2 separate regions of the Sus scrofa genome follow, and region 2 is linked to region 1. A link is a contact called in public Hi-C data. All regions are on one chromosome and are shown on one strand. The core of a region is the stretch at or near the end of the contact, and the rest is flanking DNA. Distances in the headings are between cores, read along the strand shown.

Region 1 (4,696 bases), core at 1,624-4,123:
CAAAAATGTAGGAGAGCAAGCATTCAAAGAAATAATTGCTGATAATTTTTCTGAATTGTTGAAAGTCATTACCTACTTCGTCATAGACGGTAGTCCAGGTTGTGTCTACAAATAAAAGTTTTTCTTAAGCCACAATCGATGCAACATGTTTTTAGACTTACTGGAAGTCTTGGATTTGTTTTCCTAATAGGAAACTCAGGTAATCTCTGGGCATGTATCAGTATTGAGGCCATTCTCTTTAAGGAAGAGAAATTTTCTCATGATCAAACTTAGTAAAGGTAACAACAGCCTGCTCTTAACTGTGACTTACTAGCAATGAGTTTGGTTGATTCTCTGCAGTTTTCATTTGAACATTCTTTGAGGACATTTCCTTTGCAAATTTTCCTATCTTTTGTTTTCCCTCCCCATGAATGATTGGGGGGGGGTCCCCTGAAGAGAGTGCCCTTCGGTGGATTCAGAGGTGGAATCCAATTTCATCATGACCTTAGAGGTTCCATTAAGCCCTTTCTCTGCTGGATTTGTGAACAAGATCCAAATCTTTTTAGCATAAGAGGTTACTTCTTTTGTCTTCTGTCCTGCCCTGCTCCCCAGATCTACTCTCAGTACACACACCCAAGACAACTCACAATTTCCCTAAATATATAAACACGTATATTATAAATATAAATTAAATACACATGCACAATGTCTGGGAAAACACTGGGGGAAAAAATCAAGATGAAAAGGTCACCGTAAAGTAATCTTTATCCCTAGTCCCAGAAATACCACTGGTAGGAAATTTACCTATGTAAATACTTGAGAGCATACTCAAAGATTTAGCTGTGAGATCATACTTCATTGCTGTTTCAATAGCAAATCCTGGACACCATTTTAAGTCCTTCAATTGGGCTTTGGCTAAATGAATGCAATGGAATTCTAAATAGTCATGTCATGATACTTTATTCAAGGAAAAAAGTTTGTTCAAGGAAAAAAAACAGCACGTTCAGTCCGATTACCTATCTTTGCTATACATCAAATTGTCAACAACAGTTTTCTGGACCTGGGGTTCCAATTCTTTTTCCTCTTTCTCTTTCTGAAAAAGAAAATCTACCTTTCCCACAACGAGTACAAATGATTTTTGTGATTTTGAAAAAGGAGAGTTTTGTTTTTAAAAGCCCTTTCATGGTCCTACTTCCCTTTGGAACTCCAACTCTACTAAGAGGCCATTCATGTTCCCAACATTCCAGGGGACCCAAGGGAAAGGGCTGTCCAGATATTTCAGCCTCATTTCACAAAATGGAGCAGTGGAAGAGAAAAACAGCCGCTCCAGTGAGTAGTGATTTTACAATCCAAGCAGAGTGCACAATTCCCAAGATTTTTACGATGTTAGAAAACTTCCATTCTGTTTCACTTTTCGAGATAAACTCACCTCAAAATTCTGTGCTGAACCTGAAATGATTTGCCATGGAAAGAGTCTGCCCCATTCCGGATAGAATCCTAAAGCCGACATATTCCTTTTTACTTTAACCTACTTGGGTTTGGACATTCCACAACCAGAAACGCCCCCCTTCCAGCGCGCACGCGCACACCCACCCACCCGCACACAGGAACTGTTCTCTTTTACTAGGCTGCAGCTGCTTCCCGAGTTACCAAAAAGGGCCCAGCCCTGGCCAGCAAAGAGGCCCAGGTGCAGCTGGGAGGGTTCCCCCTCTCTGGGGGAGGCGGGGGGGGGGGGGATGGCAGGCTGCAAGCTCCCTGACTACTTCCTCCTCTAGCCTTCCCGCTTCCTGGAGGTCCCTGCCCACCTCATCACCATCAGGTCACCGAGGAAGTCACGCTTTGGCCTCAGAGCTGTTCCAAAGCTTCTGGAGGAAAAAGGTGTGGGTGTGTGGGTGTGTGTGTGTGTGATGGAAAGAGCCCTTGCAGTAGCCAAGAGACAGAGCCCCTAGCTTGGTGATGGTGATGGGGAAAGTGATCTTCCATTGAATGGATTCAATCTATCATCTGTCAGAAAAGGTGTTGACCTTGAAAGACTGCACACCCCCTCTCCAGTGTTGGTGTTGAAGAGGGTGAATGCCCCGATGTTCCCAGGAACGCTGTAAAAATAAGAGAGAATTCACAGGGAGAGAATGAACAGGTGTTGAGGTCCTCCAGCTGCTAACACCCATGTAAATACTGTTTTATTTAATCTTCCAGTAATCCCGTATGATAAGTGTCCCTGATCCGAATACATAGCTTGAAAGTGGAGGCACAAGGGCTGAGAAATCGTTCCAACCTTTGCCACTTCATGGTGTGTGTGTGTGTGTGTGTGTACATACACACACATACACATGTAAAGTTTTTATTTTTCCAGCACATCTGGACATGTGTGTGAGCACCAACCAGAAGCAAACTGCCCCTGTTGCCCGGGGAAGAGGGGCTCCATTTCTCACTTTACCTGCGCACCTGTTACTTGCTCACGGGAATGAAAGCCATGTAGTGGCTGATCTAAGAGAATTATGATAGAGCTGAGTCAAGATTACCCTGGATTTGATTCGCAGCTCTGCCTTGATTTCAAGAAGAAACTTAAGTCAACTATATTCCAATTAAAAAAAAAAAACTAAGTAACAATTTTCTTCTAGCCTGTTTCCCCAACTCTAAGTGAAGCTAATAATAGTGCGTAAGTCCCACGCGTAGTGATATGAGTAAACCAATGTGTCTGAATGTTTATCACCGAGTCCGCATCCAGGGACTGCTCGGATGTTTAACCCTTGCAGCGCATCTCAAGGCCTCGCTCGGTGCGTGACACTCGGCGTGGGGCGCGAAGGAGCACCGCTGGGCTGGGGCTGCGCGGGGGCGGGAAGGCGGCGCCCGCGGCCGGGGAGGTTCCGGGTTTCCGCGTAGACTTCTGCGTACCCCGCCGACTGCGTCACCATCCGAAAGGGCAGCCGGGCCGGCGGGGGCGGGGACGCGGCGCTGCTGGAAGCCCCGGTGCTCTTACCGAAAGTGCGAGCCCGGAGTTCCCAGCCGCGATCGATGTGGCGAGGCTGCGTTCCCTCGCGTCGCCCGCGGCCGCCGTTCCCTCTAGCGCTCCGGGCACTCGCAGAGTCCAGGGCCGCGCGCGGCGGCGTACTCTGCCCGAGACGGGGGACGGCGTCCCCCCGATTCTCCATCCCCGACCCCTACAGCGAGGCGAGGCGCTCTTGGCCCGGATTTGGGGCCTCCCAGAGCCCCGCTGTCCTGGCCGCGCCTTAGTGCCTCGCAGCTCCCGGCGGGGGAGTTGGCACCGTGGAAGCCTTCCCCACGTTTTTCCAAGCCCGGACGCCCGCCCGACTCTCCCCATTGCACAATTCCTGCCGTGGAACTGCCTCGTGACTCGGACGGAGCCCAAAAAATGTTTCCCAGGTTTCCCCGGCCGAAAAAGGAGTGGCCGAGTGTCCGGTCCTGACCTCAGGCGCCCTTTCAATTGCATTTTTTGGGGTGACCGGGTTGCGCCCTTTAAAATGCAGAGGTTGCCCTTTACAAAGAAAACCTCACTAACCCGCTGGCGTGCCCGCTCTAGGCTGGTTCCGGGTGAATACAACTGACACGTTTCTTTTCCCCGTGTATATTTTCACACAGGAAACGTGTTTCGATCTCTCTGGGGGGGGGGGGGGTTTCAGGAGTTAGTTTTAAAGCCGGGAGGGTAGTGATGCTTAAAAGCGTCGGAGACCAGCTTTCCAAGAATCACAGTGTTACTAGCCCTGATGGGGCGTGGTACGTCCTGAATAAATAAGAGAATGAATAAATATTTGGAGGAAGGATTTAAATGATTGTGAAACATTTTGCAAATGAGGAAATATGGAAGGCAAGAATACAAACTGTCTCAATGTTTCAACTCCAAATACTTGTAATTATGAGATGGGTGTATTTTTCCCTCTTTATGAAAATATAATGCCTTCTGCAGTAATCCCTGCAAAGCCTTACTCCACACCCTCTTACTACCCACCTAAAACAAATAAAACAACAATCTCCAAATTGAATACACACATGCAATAGGTTAAATTTGGCAATTCCAAAGCAAGATAATTTGAGAGGGGTTTTTGTCTTATTCCCATAAGATAGTAGCACTTCTTAATCACACAAACTATGTCAACAAACAAACAAGTAAACAAAACAGTGCTTTTTCAAGATGGTGTGGAAGATACCAGGTTCTCACTGCCCTGAGTATTCTAAGTACAGTGTTTTGATATTTTGCACAGGAATTGCTAGACCCCTGAGTGACCATCAGTGTTGCTCTGCGATGGGTCATTTGCTTTACTCGGGCTTGGAATAGATTTGTGCCTCATTTTTCACAAGAGACAAGCTGCAATCTGTGAAAACACAAGGGACTTCAATAACAGTCTGGCAGATGGCTGGACAGCTTGTGTCTTTGAAGTCTTGAGGCTGACCAAGTATACTAAATGTCTAATTTAGGGACCAGAATTGCCAAATAAGTAGATATGAAGATCAAAGAAATCAAAACTCTTAAGTGGCAATCATGAGCAAAACTTGATTCTTTTGTGGGTTGTCAAAAATGGTTTCCAAAATGATGATTATGATATAGTTATAGTAATACAATTGGTGGTTTTTGTTTTTGTTTTGGGGGTTTTGTTTTCTTTGGCCACCCCTAGCATGCAGAAGTTCCAGATCTAGGGATGAGTAATACAATTTGAATGCAAACTCTTTTTCAAGAAACTGCTGGGTTTTCTAGTGATAG
Region 2 (4,696 bases), core at 998-3,497, 140 kb before region 1:
CACCATGCCTTCCCGAAAGAGCAGCAACCAAAGGACTGCTTGGAAGGCCCATGGCTGGGAAGGCACAGGGCAGTGAGATAAATAAGCGAAAGCATCACATGTTGTTAACCCACAGCTTCAGGGGTCAGCTTATTGAGGTTCAAATCTCAGTATCTCCAATTTCTATTACATTTAAGCATATGTCATCATTTTATACATGAAAAAGTGTTAAATATTATTAACACAATAGCAATGTGACCTCGGACAAACTGCTTAACTTCTTAACTAGCGTTTCCTCCTCTGTAAAATGGGGAATATATACCCACCTCATAGGGTTGACATGAAAATGAAAAAAAAAAAAAAAGAGTTGGTATTTGTAAAGTCTTTGGAATAAGAAGTGCCTGGCACATAGGAGGACGACTATTTGTAAAGAAAAATAAAGTTACAAGGAGACTGAGTATTTACTTCTTCCTGCCTTCCTGCTGCTCTCTACAGAACACAGACCGCCAGCCCCTGTGGCCAGCCCTGACTCAGATGACAGGTGCACCATCTGGTGCCAGACGTGACTCTGTCAGCCAGGACAGGATGGGGCAGGCTCACAAAACTTCCAGCAGCTGGTGGCTGTTCCACCTCTGCCAAGCATCTTCAGGGTTTGACCATACTGAAAGCCAGGTCACAGATGTCCCAACCTCTCCCCTACTAAAAGGTCCCTGGGGAAGAGAACAACCAAAGCAGCCCAGGCTGCAGGGCCATATCCTCGGGGTGCAACCCGGTGCAACTTTCTACACCCCTCCCCGTAAGTCTCAGCTTCCCCATCACCGGAAGCGGAGCCCAAGTTTTGACACCTTAAGGTCCTTGTCCTGACTAAGATAATGTAGAAACATCATATAAAATGACCTAGTAGCTATAATATGCAGAATGGACAGCACTTATTTTCACTTCCTCTCTGCCTCCACTGTCCAACTCTCCACTAACGTCTATATGGGCTCCTCCACGTCTTGCTCCACGTTTTTACCACAGTTGTCTAATAAAATCAATGCGTATTTATTATTTACAAAAAGGAGGGAGGGTGGGGAGAATGAGAAAATTTCTATCACTCATAATCCCATCAAAAACAAATAGTTGTTAGAGTTCTCACTGTGGTGCAGTGGGTTAAAGACTCCAACTGCAGCAGCTGGGTCTCTGTGGAGGCATGGGTTCGATCCCCAGCCCAGCACAGTGAGTTAAAGGATCCAGTATTGCTGCAGCTGTGGTGTAGGTCAAAGCTGCAGCCATAAGAATTTAAAAAAACAAGCAAGAAACAAATAGCTGCTAATATCTCACATGTGTATGTGAGAGTAGGCATACTTTAATGTTTTTTCTTTTTATGGCCATCTCTGAAGCATATGGAAGTTCCTGTGCCAGGGGTCAGGTCAGACCTGCAGCTGCAGGTGACAGCCATAGCCACAGCAACACCAGATCCGAGCCGCATCCACGACCTACACCACAGCTTTGAGCAATGCCGGATCCTTAACTCACTGAACAAGGCCAGGGAATGAACTCACAGACTCTATGTCAGGTTCTGCAGGGCCACAACAAGAACTCCCATGCTTCAAAATGTGTTAACAAAATTGCTTCCATTCTACCAATAGTTTTATACTCTGCTTTTTTCCTTTTACAAAGCATTGTTTTCAGACTTTTTAAAATTCAGCAATAATATTCTCCTCCTCAGATGAGTTGTGTTTTATTTTCCCGTTCTCCTACTCTCACGTGTGCAGGTCAGTTTCCGTATCTGGCATTGTAAGTGCTCTTGGGATAAACACTCCCATTCACAGACCACTGCCCACATCTCTTGTTGTTTCTGGAAGACAGAGCCTAGTTTCCTGAACAGAGGAGTATACAGATGTTTTCGAGGCTTTTAGCATATGTTACCAAACTACTTTCCCAAAAGGAACACCAAAAAAGACAAGTTACTTTAGGTGCAAAAGGATGAGCACCTGTCCTAAGCCCTCTCACCACATTCTTTCCCAGCACTGAGTGTTAGGATTTGGACACAGTATTTGCCAAATGGTAGGCAAAACACGGTATTTCCCTAGAAGACTACCTTTGTTTCATGGAGCACCCTGTCTCAGCAGCCTGTCTTCTCTACGTGTTGTCAGCTGTGACTTCCCAACACAAACATGTTTATCTTGGCAGGGCTCCCACTTCCCCTGCCAAGCCGGCCCGCCTGTCTAGATCATGTCCTCAAGTGATACCAAGAAGAGGAAGTGGGGCTGAACACCCCTTCCTCTGTCCGAGAGTCACTTGGGTGTGCCTGACAGCATCATGAGGACTGTCACTGTGGCCATGGCTCAGGTGTAGAGTGGGGCTTCCCACTGACCTCATCCCAGATGACCCACCCAACTCTGCAGAGAGGCTGGGCAGTGCAGGAGCCCTTGGGGGAAATTGCTAACACTCACCAGGCTCTTCCTTCAAATCCAATAACCTTTGTGAACTAAATACTGATGCTAAAACATCAGTATTTGAGAGGAAAGCAAATACGCTTTCTGAAGCAGATACATATCTGAAGACCAAAGAAGGTGTGGAGAAAAGGGAACCTCTTACACTGCTAGTGGGAATGTAAATTGGTGCAACCACTACGGAAAACAGTATGGAGAGTCCTCAGAAACCTAAAACTTGAATTACCATGCAATGTAGCAATCCCACTCCTGGGCATCCAGAGAAAACTATGTCTCAAAAACATACCTGTACCCAACATGGCTCAGTGGTTAACAAATCCAACTAGAAGCCATGAGGTTGCAGGTTCAATCCCTGGCCTCGCTCAGTGGGTTAAGGATCCGGCATTGCCGTGAGCTGTGGTGTATGTCACAGACATGGCTCGTTGCTGTGTCTCTGGAGTAGGCCGGTGGCTACAGCTCAGATTTAACCCCTAGCCTGGGAACCTCCATATGCCATGGATGCGGCCCTAGAAAAAGCAAAAAGAAAAAAAAAAAAGGACACCTGTACCCAATGTTCACTGCAGCACTATATACAACAGACAAGACATGGAAGCAACCTAAATGTTCATCAACAGAGGAGTGGCTAAAGAAGATGTGGTATGTACACACAATGGAATATTACTCAGCCATAAAAAAGAATGAGGGGAGTTCCTGTCATGGCTCAGAGGCAACGAATCTCACTAGGATCCATGAGGATGCAGATTCAATCCCTGGCCTCGTTTAGTGGGTTAAGAATCCAGCGCTGCCGCGAGCTAATGGTGTAGGTTGCAGACGCGGCTTGGATCTGACATTGCTGTGGCTGTGGTGTAGGGCAGCGGCTACAGCTCTGATTCAAACCATAGCCTGGAAACCTCCATATGCCATGGGTTCGGCCCTAAAAAGACAAAAATAAATAAAGGAGTTCCCGTTGTGGCACAGCGGAAGCGAATCTGACTAGGAACCATGAGGAGGCGGGTTCAATCCCTGGCCTTGCTCAGTGGGTTAACGATCCAGCGTTGACGTGAGCTGTGGTGTAGGTCACAGACGTGGCTCAGATCCTGCGTTGTTGTGGCTCTCGCATAGGCAGGCGGCTACAGCTCCGATTAAACCCCTAGCCTGGGAACCTCCATATGCCGCAGGTGTGGCCCTAAAAAGACAAAAGGCAAATAAATAAATAAATAGGAATGAAATAATGTAATCTGTAGCAACATGGACGGACTAGAAATTGTCGTGCTAAGTGAAGCTAGTCAGACTAGTGAGACACCAACGTCATATGCTACCACTTACATGTGGAATCTAAAAAAAGGATACAATGAACTGATCTGCAGAACAGAAACTGACTCGCAGACTTTGAAAAACCTGCGGTTACCAAAGGAGACAGGTTGGAGGGGAGGGATGGCCTGGGGTTTGGGATGGAAATGTTCTAAAGTTAGATCGGGATGATGGTTGTACAACTCCAAATATAATAGAATTCACTGAATTAAAAAAAAAAAAAAAAAAAAAAAAAAAAAAGACCAAAGGAAGGCACTACGATATACCTGTGTGACTTAAAACTGACAGAGATAATGTTAAGGTCAGCAACAGGAACGTTCCGGCTTAAATAAGACATAGTGAGATTCTCTATGTGACAGGAACCGTCGAGCACCTGTGCTGCCTAACTGTCCCCGGCAGAGGCTCCCTCGCGGCCCCAGATCCAGGCCAAGTCGCTTCTGGAGCAAACCTACCATTTTTTTGTTGTCCTGCTTGTTAATGCTGACCACAGACTCCTTGATGACAATGTGAGTGATCTCAGGGAAGTACGAAAAATTGTTCCACTCTTCCCGGATTTTGTTTTTTTCCTCATCCTTCTTGTGTTTACTTTCCAGTTTTTTTCGTTTCAGTTTATTTTTTTCCTTTTCAATGGGAACAACCTGATAAGATGCATAAAAGTGACAGAGTGAGGTCAGCTTTCTCATTTTCTATTGGTCAAAGGTCAATGCTCCTAGCAAACCAACCTAGGGCCTGCAGCCAAGGAAGGGAAAGCCCAAGTGCCTGTGTTTACAGAGGAACCGGGAGAGTCGGCCCATGGGCTTATTCAGGCCCCATCAGGGATCTTACGCCTGGAAGAGACCTTGATCAACACGCCGACTAAGCTCTTTACTGTACATGCCCTATAACGTGCAAGTCAGCTCAGGAAGGGAATAACCGCCCACTGGACATGCATCTACCATCAGGTCCCCCCACTTCTGGACCAATACCTGTGTTAAACATCAGCTTTTGGC

The links. Hi-C and Micro-C count contacts between places; a contact is called where the count stands out from the background.
Region 2: a Hi-C map of liver shows a contact between it and region 1, with 8 times the contacts expected there. The contact joins two enhancer-like sites. A contact is called at or near these places in 3 of 47 Hi-C or Micro-C datasets (epiblast stem cells, liver and skeletal muscle) and 2 of 2 datasets of contacts at active chromatin or transcription factors (alveolar macrophages and skeletal muscle).

The regions. Positions count from the first base shown.
Region 1 is chr6:147,393,253-147,397,948 of Sscrofa11.1, reverse strand. It overlaps a transcript of JAK1 not described here. Among named protein-coding and RNA genes, the nearest start is that of JAK1, 33 kb to the left of the region's middle. Within about 2 kb of position 2,873, at least 70 of the 83 cell types and tissues checked have an H3K27ac peak or open chromatin away from gene starts, as enhancers often do. A contact at or near this core is called in alveolar macrophages, liver and skeletal muscle, where this site is marked.
Region 2 is chr6:147,529,067-147,533,762 of Sscrofa11.1, reverse strand. JAK1 (Janus kinase 1) reads right to left here. Exons shown (of 25, transcript NM_214114.1): 8 at 4,160-4,345. Among named protein-coding and RNA genes, the nearest start is that of JAK1, 100 kb to the right of the region's middle. Within about 2 kb of position 2,247, at least 9 of the 83 cell types and tissues checked have an H3K27ac peak or open chromatin away from gene starts, as enhancers often do. A contact at or near this core is called in alveolar macrophages, liver and skeletal muscle, where this site is marked.